3 separate regions of the Mus musculus genome follow, and regions 2 and 3 are each linked to region 1. Evidence: chromatin contacts called from public HiCAR-type and promoter capture Hi-C data. All regions are on one chromosome and are shown on one strand. The core of a region is the stretch at or near the end of the contact, and the rest is flanking DNA. Distances in the headings are between cores, read along the strand shown.

What was found. Promoter capture Hi-C pulls out the DNA fragments that hold promoters and counts their contacts. HiCAR-type assays count read pairs that join an accessible place to other places.
Region 2: a promoter capture Hi-C map of pre-B cells shows a contact between it and region 1, with 5 times the contacts expected there. The contact joins the promoter of Prmt6 here to the promoter of Slc25a24 in region 1. A contact is called at or near these places in 4 of 39 promoter capture datasets (hippocampal neurons, liver, pre-B cells and 1 more) and 1 of 115 datasets of contacts at active chromatin or transcription factors (astrocytes).
Region 3: a contact with region 1 is called in a HiCAR-type map of astrocytes, with 2.9 times the contacts expected there. The contact joins the promoter of Ntng1 here to the promoter of Slc25a24 in region 1.

Annotation. Positions count from the first base shown.
Region 1 is chr3:109,121,553-109,125,320 of GRCm38.p6, reverse strand. Slc25a24 (solute carrier family 25 (mitochondrial carrier, phosphate carrier), member 24) reads right to left here and starts at 2,172. Exons shown (of 10, transcript NM_172685.3): 1 at 1,934-2,172. The coding sequence starts at 2,116. Gm19391 (a long non-coding RNA gene) reads left to right here and starts at 2,247. Exons shown (of 2, transcript XR_867568.1): 1 at 2,247-2,375.
Region 2 is chr3:110,249,390-110,253,157 of GRCm38.p6, reverse strand. It overlaps Prmt6 (protein arginine N-methyltransferase 6), which reads left to right and starts at 2,159. Exons shown (of 1, transcript NM_178891.5): 1 at 2,159-3,768. The coding sequence starts at 2,187. The coding sequence ends at 3,323.
Region 3 is chr3:110,141,650-110,145,417 of GRCm38.p6, reverse strand. Ntng1 (netrin G1) reads left to right here and starts at 1,946. Exons shown (of 8, transcript NM_030699.2): 1 at 1,946-2,518.

The DNA.
Region 1 (3,768 bases), core at 923-3,422:
GAGGCAGAATCACCAGTATTGGGAGCTGATCTTATTGGAGGGTATAATGATTAAATAAGTAATATCACTCAAGAATTGTAACAGTAGTGACACGTGAGGTAAGGGAGCCACTCACAGCTGCATGCAGTCAGCTCATCTCTGAAAGACAGTCTAGGAAGACATACCACAGACGAGGTGACCGAAGGTCAAAACTTTCCCTTAATTGTAAAAGTAATGTGTATTCATTCATTTTCCTAAACTACTACAAATGTAAAGGAAAAAGTACAAAAACTCTTATAGTTGAAAAATAAGCATTACTAACCTTCTGTAGAAGAATGTGTTACTGCTGGGGATAGTTGACCACATGAGGCATGACCACCAATAGTGACACTACACATCTGAACAAAATTAATATAATATAATACATATGTGTGTGTGCAAAATATATTCATTTATTAGTGACAAATATGAGTTGCCATGTTCTAAATATTTATATGCTTATAGGTTTTTACATAATTTATGTGTAATAATTTTTTTAATTACAGAATGTTTTTAATTACAGAAAGTTCCTCCTGACTCTGTGGGGTTTGTTGTTATTGTGGGATTGTTGTTATTATAGGGTTGTTGTTATTGTGGGGCTGGGGACCTTGAGGTCTGCTGTTGCTCTTTGTTTCAGTTCACTCCAGTTTGACTTAGATAAGGAGAGGACAGAGCCCAAGCTGACCTGTAACTAGCAACAATTCTCCAGTCTCAACTCTCAGAGTCCTGGGATTGGAGGCATGCCCCGGATGCGTTGTCTAATTTATTCATATTTTCAAAGAACAAAAATGTATTGGGAAACCTAAAGCACACTTAGAATGATACATAAGTCAAAGACATCATGTCAGTGATTAGAAAACACCTGGAAGTGATTAGAATAATAAAAACAACTAATAACCGAAACATGCCTCTGAGATGCAGCCACAGGGTGGCTGAAGAGATGCTATCACTCAAAAGTAGCTAGGCAGGCCTTTGATTCAAGAAATGGGAGGAAATGAGTCAGCCCGGAGCAAGTAGAAGAGCCACACTCGAACTTGGTTCTTTCAGAAAGTGCATCGAATAGGCAAACCTATGGCCAGAGTGAAGATGGGGGAAGAACTGAGATAAGGAAGAAAGAGGGACCCCTGCAGACACAGAAGTTCTGTAAAGTTATATAGAATAATGCCTTGGGCAAAACTGGCAGCTTCCAAAAAATAAAGTTGTAACTTACCAAGAGGACAAACTAAAGTGAAGACTCCTCTATTAATGGCATTGACAGTGACTGAAAGAGGAGTTTTAAATATAGGTACAGAACAGTTGTGGCCCACTCAGTAACTCAAGCACCTTCCTCTTAAGATAGAAAAGCCAGCGTCCTCTTGTAAGACAGCGGGCTGGACAAGTTCCAGATCTAGTGTCCCCACCCTGCCAAGGAGCCTGGATGTCAGGGCCACAATTCATATGACTCAGAGAAAGTCCAATTGCTTTGCAACAGGTCAACCCTTCAGATCAATGCGTGCACCCAGGGGACTAACTTTGAACGTCATAAAAACGGAATGTGGCCTTTCTACCTCACCCAGCAGTTGGGAGCAAGGCCGGTTTTAACTCCTTTTTGAAACAATAAACTCTAGCTGTAACAAAGTTACTTAAAGTTGGGACTCACTAAAGTCTGACAGCAGGTCATGAAAAGTTTGCAAAGGACGGGACAAGTGAGCCAAGAACCAGAGATGCTCTCAGAACAAAAAGTGTTGACAGTTTTAAGTGTGCAACATTAATTTATCTGGGAATACACCCGCCGCCTTCCAGATCCAACTCCTTGGAGCTCTTTCAGCGGGTTGGCGGGCATAGTTCCTCCTCCTTGCCTGGCCTCAGGCCACCGCCCTCCCAGGACCTGGCTGTGTGGCGCCTGCGGCCACCCCAACACCCTACAGCGACCCACCTCCTCCGCGTCCTGGCCCAGCGGGATGCCCAGGCTTTGCAGCCCCTGCTGCAGCTCTCCGATGTCCACCACGCCGTCCCCATTGCGGTCCAGCGCCCGGAAGAGCGTTTCGTAGCGTGTGGGCGGCTCCGCGTCGTGGCAGGCGGCGGTGGGCAGCACAAAGGCCCGCAGCCAGCGCAGCATGGTCCCGGGGAAGTCACCGTGAGCTGGTGGGGCGCGATCCGAGTGCGGAGGCCTGTGGGGTGGGGCGGCGGCCGCGGGTTGTCTGGATCGTCGTCGGGGGGGGGGGGGGGGGGGGGGGGGAGGGGGGCGAGGCTTCTGGCTCGCAGGAACTGAGCTCCGCACAGGGTGTGGTCGCCCAGCTGCTGCTCTGGGCGGAGCTGGCCCAGGCCTGCGCTGGCGACTAGGAGGGGATGGGCCAGCTTCCTGACTCCAGAACCAGGTAGGATAGGGTGCTGGGGGGGAGGGGGGGATGAAGGGGGGAATGCAAGGAGGGTTTCTGCTCTGCCCAAAGGCACAAACTTCGCCAACAGATTTATTAAAGCTTGGGTTTGGGGGTAGTTTGATGAGCAGGTTGCTCAACCTCAAAGCCCCGTTGGGCTGGAAGACTTGGAGAAGTGCAGAGTTCATCAGAAAGACAGCAGTAGGTGGGTATCTGGGACAGAGAGTCAAAAGTGAAAATGGCTATCAGACCAAAGGGAGAGGAAAGGGGCCTGCTAGAGGCCTTTTTCTGAGAGGAGCATCAGCCACCCAAGAGGGCATAGAGAAAGGAGAGAAGATGGAACACAGTGGGTACCTTCCCACAGCACACAAAGAAACCCCAGCTTCTTTCCTTCGAGACAGGTGTGGTCCTGAGGTTTGCCATTTATAGTTCAGGTGAGACACAGTTTCTGGGATAACGGGAGAAACGCTGGGACTACAGAGACTTCGATACCTGCTCCTTCGGCTGTGTAATTCCAAAGACCTAACGTAGCTTCCCTGGATAGCCTCCCGTCAGTAAAATGAGAATATGAACAGCTGCTTTGCCATCAAGTGAAATGTCCTTCTCTGGAATAGTCTCAATTCAATCACTGCTGCTTAGCAGAATCTGTGGTTATGTCCTGTTGTGTCCGGGTATTTAAAACGAACACTAAAACCACTTGTTTCTTCCAAAGTGGAGGACTTGAATTTCCCTCCTTCCTTACCACTCTGTACATTAAAATATACTGTGTATAAATAGAGTCTGCAGATAAAGGCTGCCAGTAACCAGTTTCTGGGCCTCTATTGCTTCCAAGCCATAGTCTTGGAAATTAGCCCCTTCCTCTGGAAAGGCTCTCAGACGCCACCAGTCTTTGTTGGCTCTCCTGGAAAATGGCTTCTAAGGCCATCTCTGGAGATGGCTGATGTTGAGGACGCTTGCCAACCCAGAAATAAAGGTTCCTCAGTGGAACAACCTGTGCTGTGTTCGAACTAGGAGCTGCCTCTCAGCTCTGAAAGCAATCGCATGCTAGGAAGTTCTGAAAAGAGCAGAGCTATATAGTGACAGAAACATATCGGGAGTTATGTGCTGCAAGAGTCAGAAGGGTTTTTTTTCGGGGGGTGATATTAAAGGGCAGAAGGCAGCGTATGAGGTGAGTGGTTTTATTCCACCCTGTGCTCCCCAGTGTTGCGGTCACACCCCCCCAGCAGTGGCCTACAAGCAATGAGGTCATGTAACCATGGGCTGGAACCTCTGAAACCAGCCCAGGTGAACCTTTCCCTGTTTATAAACATTATCTCCAGTATTTGCTGTGACGGTGAAGGATGGCCAACACAGAGATAACAACCGTAGAAAATTGTCTGCATGGGAGAAGAAA
Region 2 (3,768 bases), core at 910-3,409, 1.1 Mb before region 1:
ATCATCTGGTTTCACATTATGATTCCCCAGCAGCTTTAAAAACTAGATGCCCGAGTTCCCCTGAGTGGCTCTCATTTAGCTGGGTTGAGGTGGACCCTAGCATGGGTATTTCAATAAAGCTCCATGGAGGGTTCTAATGAGCCAGGACTGGGAGCCTTGAGATTACAAGTACAGCTGAGGATTTCACATTAATAAACCAATTTCATTAGCGACACTGATAGAGAGAAAAGGGGAAGAAATTCTGTTGCCTAGAAGTTTAATGTAGTTAAGTATTTTTAACACACACACACACGCTAAAAGCCCATTTTCTTTTGTGTGATCAGTTTTTAAGCTTGAAAAATATTATTCTTAATAAGAAAGTAGTTTAACATCTTTACATTTATTAATTTTATTTTTTTTGTCTCTATGTTTGGACATCACATACATACTTGATACTCTTGGAGGCCAAAGGAAGGCAACAGGTCCCCTGGGACTGCGGTTAAAGCCAACTGAGAGCATTCATGTGGATATTCTAATCTAACCTGGGTCTTCTGGAAGAGCAGCCAGTGCTGTCCATTGCTCCTGTTCCAGATACCAGTACACATTCTTTAAATTATTGTTTTTATGTTATGGCCAATGAAGAGATTAATTTATTGTTAACCAAGCTTCTTTTTGACTAACAGAAAAAATAAAATAACTGAGCCTGTGGGTATCAATTCTGGCTTTAAAAGGAGATATAGCAGAATTTTTTTTAAAAGTGAATTGCATTGGAAAAGAAGTCAAAAGAGATGAGTTTCACCATTTCTCCAAGCAAGTGTTTTTACACAGATACATAGATTTAAGTGTATGTATGTGTATATATAAGCTGGTCACCAAAGACACTGGAAATGGGTTTGAGAATATCATACCCTTGATGTTAATTGTTCTTTAGTTTGAACTACAGAAGTTTCAGAACAGGACTCAAGACCAAGTAAACTATTCTCCAGAGACACAGTGGTGGCTGATACATTTCATGGCCACAGCACTTCTTCAGTATTTGCCCTGGAGCTTAACGTACCTCAGGGATCACTTTGGACTCAGAATCAAGATCTTGTATTATTTGGTTTTCACTTTGCGTCATACATATTCTTTGTATCCTAACTCTGGTTAGAACAGAGAGTTTGGTGAGTTACAACTGTCAGAGAAGGGACAAGAACTGTGCCACATAATTCAGTAGTGGGGGGCGGGGGAGGTCCTGTGAGGGAAACATAGACTTGTAGCTGTAAGTGGTGTGCCTACATCAAGAATGTGTAAAAATGAGTGTAGTGACTATTCCTGGCTATCATCAACTAGACTATATCTGGAGTGAACTACAGTCCAGAATTGGAAGGCTCACTCACCTGTGATCTTGAGGCTGAAAGACACAGGTTTCTGACTTGAACCGAGTGGAGGTTTTTTTGTTTGTTTATTTTTTCTTTGAGGCAGGGTTTCTCTGTGTAGCCTTGGCTGTATTAGAACTCACTCTGTAGACCAGGCTGGCCTCGAACTCAGAAATTCGCCTGCCTCTGCCTCCCAAGTGTTGGGTTTAAAGGCGTGAGCCACCACGCCCGGCCTTGGCAGGAAGATCTTGAGGCATATGGCCATGAAAAGTTTAGCCTCAGGCAAGGTAGTACATGCCTTTAATCCCAGGAAACTTGAGACAAAAGCTCAAGGTCAGCCTGGGAAAAGGAAGTCCCAGATCCGGAAGTGGTGATACACACCTTTATTCTGGGACACACCTGCGGGAGGCCTACATAAGGTCACTGGAAGAAGGAAAACTCACTTTTTCTGCCAGGACGCCGTGTGGGACTGAGCAGCTGCTAGATCCTTGGATTTTCATTCACAGCTGCTGCTGACCATCTTTGGGGACTACAGATTGTAAGTCATCAACAAATTCTCTTACTCTACAGAGGCTACCCATACGTTCTGTGACTCTAGAGAACCCTGACAAGGGGTAAAAGGAAAGGGCAAAAACTGAAAGGATCTCGGGAAAATAGTGTGGTCTTAGAGAACAACTTGTCATGGCGTTAGAGGAAAATAACGGTGTGCCAAGATTGACTCTGGTTGAGCCTCTGCCCTCAGGAAGCGGGATGCAGGAAGCGGACTACGAATCCCAGCAGGCCCCGGGGACTCTGAGCCTGCGCACCGCACCGCGCAACGAATGCTGGGGGTCGGCTGCCGGGGCCAAGATGTCGCTGAGCAAGAAAAGAAAGCTTGAGTCGGGGGACAGCGGAGGCGCCGGCGCCGGAGGGGAGGGAGCCGAGGAGGAAAATGGCGGGGAGCAGGAGGCGGCCCCGCCACGACCCCGGAGGACCAAGAGCGAGCGGGACCAGCTGTACTACGAGTGCTACTCCGACGTCTCGGTCCACGAGGAGATGATCGCCGACCAGGTCCGCACCGAAGCCTACCGCTTAGGCATCCTGAAGAACTGGGCCGCGCTGCGAGGCAAGACGGTGCTGGACGTGGGCGCGGGCACCGGCATTCTCAGCATCTTCTGTGCCCAGGCCGGGGCACGGCGCGTGTACGCGGTGGAGGCCAGCGCCATCTGGCAACAGGCCCGGGAGGTGGTGCGGCTCAACGGGTTGGAGGACCGCGTGCACGTCCTGCCGGGCCCGGTGGAGACCGTGGAGCTGCCGGAGCGAGTGGACGCCATCGTCAGCGAGTGGATGGGCTACGGACTTCTGCACGAGTCCATGCTGAGCTCCGTGCTCCACGCGCGGACCAAATGGCTGAAGGAGGGCGGTCTCCTCCTGCCAGCTTCCGCGGAGCTCTTCGTGGCCCCGATTAGCGACCAGATGCTCGAGTGGCGTCTGGGTTTCTGGAGCCAGGTGAAGCAGCACTATGGCGTGGATATGAGCTGCATGGAGAGCTTCGCCACGCGCTGCCTCATGGGCCATTCGGAGATCGTGGTGCAGGATCTGTCCGGAGAGGACGTGCTGGCCCGGCCGCAGCGCTTTGCCCAGCTCGAGCTGGCCCGAGCCGGCCTGGAGCAGGAGCTGGAGGCTGGTGTGGGCGGGCGCTTCCGCTGCAGCTGCTATGGTTCCGCGCCTCTACATGGTTTCGCCGTCTGGTTTCAAGTGACCTTTCCCGGAGGGGACTCGGAGAAACCTCTGGTGCTGTCCACCTCGCCTTTTCACCCGGCCACCCACTGGAAGCAGGCGCTCCTCTACTTGAACGAGCCGGTGCCGGTGGAACAAGATACGGACATTTCCGGAGAGATCACCCTGCTGCCCTCCCCGGACAACCCCCGGCGTCTGCGCATACTTCTGCGCTACAAAGTGGGAGACCATGAGGAAAAGACCAAAGACTTTGCCATGGAGGACTGAGCGTTGCCTTTTCTCCCCCTCCACCTTCTTCGGAAGGTCCGAAGAGAAAGGGAGATCGCCTATGCAAGTTGGGGACATAGCTGTCTCTTTTACCTCACCGCTCCAGTCTTCATTTGAGGACATTCTTCTGGCAGTGTTTATTTTAAAAGTGAGCATCCCTGACCAAGGACTGATGCAGTGTGCTTACTAACGGGCTTTTAAACCTGGAAAGCATGTAGTATAAAGAAACTCTTGTATTTCTGTTTCTTTTGTTTAACTGCCGGGGTTGGGGGGGGGGCAATAAATGTGATCTTTTTATAATTGGTCCACGAGCTAATCTGACACCTCCCCATCCCTATCAGTATGAAACTGGGAGAAAGGCAACATGGTCTGATTACATTTCAGAAACTTGCAGAATGATTTTTAAAGCTGTTTCTTTCAGCTGGAATTCTCTCAAGTCTTGAGT
Region 3 (3,768 bases), core at 697-3,196, 1.0 Mb before region 1:
TCTGTTTTCATTGTGCTGGAGAAATACTTGCATCAGCTGATGTTGAGACTCAGAACTCACAAAGGGCTCTCCTGGCCTGATTGCAAAGGGCAGTGAGGAGAAGAAAAGCTCATAGCTGTCAGTGGTCCAGGGTCCAGGCCAAGGCAAGTAAGAGGTGAGATGGCCACTGTGGATGCTATATCAGGTCCTTCTGGCAGAGCCTGTCAGTGCTCTGGGACCAGAGAGGGAGGGTGAGTGGGTGGGTGGGTTGGAGAATGGACAGTATTTCCACAGTATCAATATGCTTTGATCTTGGAGGAGACAAGCTAGAGGCAGAGCCAGCAATGGCTGCGGGTTTGCCAGCAGCTTCATCCCCTAAGGGTGAGATTCCATTCTTAAAATTTCAGGGTCAAAGAACAAAGAGAAAGGAACGGAGAGGGGAAAACTCAGGCTCCAGCCCTGGGAAGAACACTGGGAGCATTCCCTGTCTTCTCAGGTGTTGAAGGAAGGCCAAGGTGTTGGACAGGTCCTGGTGGTTGGAATCCCTCTTCCTTTCCAGGCCTCAATTTAGTAGCCTTCTGGCCGCACACCCTCTCTGCCAACATCACTCAATCCCAGCCATTGCTGGAAAATGTCCCTGCCTCTTTTAGTTGCTTGCCTTCACTTTGGGGTATTTAGCTAGTGACCCGATGCTCACAGGTACCCATTTCTGACCCTTTGTTTTACACTGAGTGAACACCTCTACTCCAGTGTCCCTAACACACACACACACACACACACACACACACACACACACACACACACACACACACACACGAGCCCCTTGTCATCTTACCCCCACCAGCCTGAGAAGCATCTTGTCAGTTCCTCCCTCAAATCCTTGAACCACAGAGACAGGTTGCTGTCAAATCCAATCACAATCAGGTGTTAGTCAAGACAGCTCCTTACATGGCTTCTTCTCTTTGCTGTATAGGAAGATCCCAGGTTGGGGAGTGCCATTAAGATGCCTATGTCTTTTCCTCATTACAATGTCCTTTTTCTAATTAACATCTCTCCCTTCCTATGTAAGTCGGATTGGTTTGCAGTTCACATTAGAAAGTAGCTAGGGGGAATCTTAGGAGAGTCTGAGACGTATTAATGGGAGAAGGAAGCCCTGGGGCCAGGTGGCTTTTGTCTGTCATGGGGAAAAACAAGGATGCAGTTGATGCAGAGCTCCTACTTGGACTTCAACTTTTTAAAGTGGGATAGGTTTCACACCACGGAGGTCCGAAGCTCTGGCTCTGCAAACTAATTCCAAGTTAAAAAATACCACCCACCTTGCTCCCAGTTAGGGTGAAGAGGGTGCGCTCCGTTGTGTGCGGGGAGGTAATGCAAGAGCAGAGGGGAGGGGGCAGAAGTAGAGGGTAAAGGGGGAGCCAGTAGCAACCGTGCTTCTGAGTATCAACAAAGATAAGGCTGTGTGTGGTCTTGTCCTAGTAGCTGGAGGTCCCTGCTCAGTGGCAGCGGTGGTGGCCAGAGCAGCAGCAGTAGAAGCAGCGAGCGGGACGGAGTTAGGACCGCTCGGAGCGCCCAGGTCTCGAGGTAGTGTAAGGTTTTTTTGCAATCCTTCCACTCGCTGGCAGTTGCAGAAGATCTGCTTTTTAAGTGAGAAGAACACGCCACCCCTCCGAGGGCTGCGGCTTCCTGGGGCTGTTTCGTCGCTCGTCGCTTTGCGGGCCCCTGGCGCTCACTCTCTAATTCGTCCGCGCCCCTAAGTTTGCCGAGAGCTGGCTGCGGGCTGGGAGCAGGGTCCCGGCCGGGCGCCGCGGGCGGGGGCTGGGTAGCGGCGAACCGCAATCCCGAAGCATCTTGGGGCCATGTATATTTCATCAAACGGACTTTGGGTGCGTCGCGTCTCGCAGCCATCAACGCTATGTTCAGTGACATTTCTGACTTGAGTGGAGGAATGCGCGAAGAAAACCGGGGCGAAATTGCTTCGAGAGGATCTTCTTGGCGCCAAGGCTAATTGTCCTGATTTATGTCGCTTCTGACAAAAAAGAAAAAAAAAAAGACCTAACGTCTTCATCTGAAATAAAATGAAAGCGGTGCCAAGCGGGATAGAGCCGCCTGGCTGCTGGTTCTGATCCCCTGGGATCCAGGGGGGGAAAATCGTTCTGCAGCTTAAAAGAAAAGAAAGGAATAGAAACAGAGAAGAGAGAGAGAGAGAGAGAGAAAAAAAACCCACAGTAAAAGTTTAAGGCGAGAAGTGGTGGCGGCGGCGGCGGCGGCGCGGGGAAGCTGCGAGCGGAGAAGGTTGCCGAGACCTCGGAAGGCGGCGATTTGGTTCCTAATCCCACTGTATTTTTGGAGGGAGAGGCACCTTTCTCATCCTCCCTTCCTCTCCGCCCACCCCTCTCCCTCCCCCTCATCTACCTGTCAAAGTCACTGATCTTTTGCATTTTGGAAGAGGACGTCAACGGGAAGGAATTCCCCCTGTCAGGGTCCCGGCTCCGAGAGGGGGCGACGCGCGACAAGGCTGCCCCAGGGGCAAGAGACCAAGGTAACCCGGGCGGGGGACTCCGGGCGCCGGGTGCTATGGGGTCTGGGGTTGTGGACTCCTCCTTCCCGCCGCCAACAGGGTGCTTGCAGGGCGGGATACCCCGGGGCTACGGTGGCAGCGGCTCAGGTCCACACCCGCCGCGTTCCCATTCCACCCGCGCCCCGTGCGCCGCCAGTGGGTCCCCGGAGCCGCGGTCTCCGCCCCACGCGGGACCAAGCTGGGCAGGGGCGCCGCCCCGCGCCGACGGCTGGCCTCCCGCCCCGTGGAGGGCCAGCGGGGGGCCCGGGTAAGTGCAGCTGGCTCCCCTCTCCTCTAGCGACCCGCGCCTTTCTGGGTGGCTCTTCTCCATCAGTTCCCTCCCTCCTTCTATCCCTCCCTCTGCCAACCCCCGGTGCCCACCGAGGGCGGGAGGGGAGATCCGGGTGGGCGAGGAACTTTGGAAAGCGCCTTAAGGAGGTAGAGCGGAGCCTGTGCGCACTCCAGAACTCGCACCGCTCACACCCACACTACATCCCAGGCTTGCGCCCAGCACCGGGTCGCAGGCTGTTGCATCCTGAGCCTCCATCCACCCACCCGCAACGCGCAGCGCTCTGTCTCCCACACACACCTGACCACACGCATCGCACAAGCTTTGTCTTTTTCTTTTTTTCTTTCTTTTTTTTTTTAATTTAAATTTTCTTTTACCAGTTTTCTCATCTGGGGAAAAAATAAATAAAAACTTGCCTTGTTGCTCGCCCTGTGGAGAGCTTTGAAGTCCCTCTTTTAATCTCCTTTATTGGTGCGAGATTAAAGCGTTACTACCACACATCGGGAAGCTGGGGAGAGAAGAACGTGGAAGGAGGGAAAGACTCAGCATTGGGAAGCTAGTGGGAGCTTTTCCTCCCATACTGATTTCGCATTATCAGTTGATGGATTCGACTAGGGACATGGAGTTTCTCTCTGCTATGGATCTGTGGATATCTATATATAATACAAATAATACCGAATATTATTGGGCTCAAAATAACCAATTAAGTGATTCATAGGAGAGAAACTTAGATTAAAAAAAGAAACTGCGCCCTCTGCTGTTTGTTTTGGTAACCTCATCCAGGGACTTCCTCCACCCCCCTCCCACCTTCTGAAATCCCCTAAGAGTAGCTGTCATTTTACAAGGGCATGGGAGGAAAATCCTTAGTGGGGTGGTGTGTAAGGTGTATTTTAAAGCAACTTTATTTGAAAAAGTGTCAGGTAGAGTTGCTATGCTTGTGCCA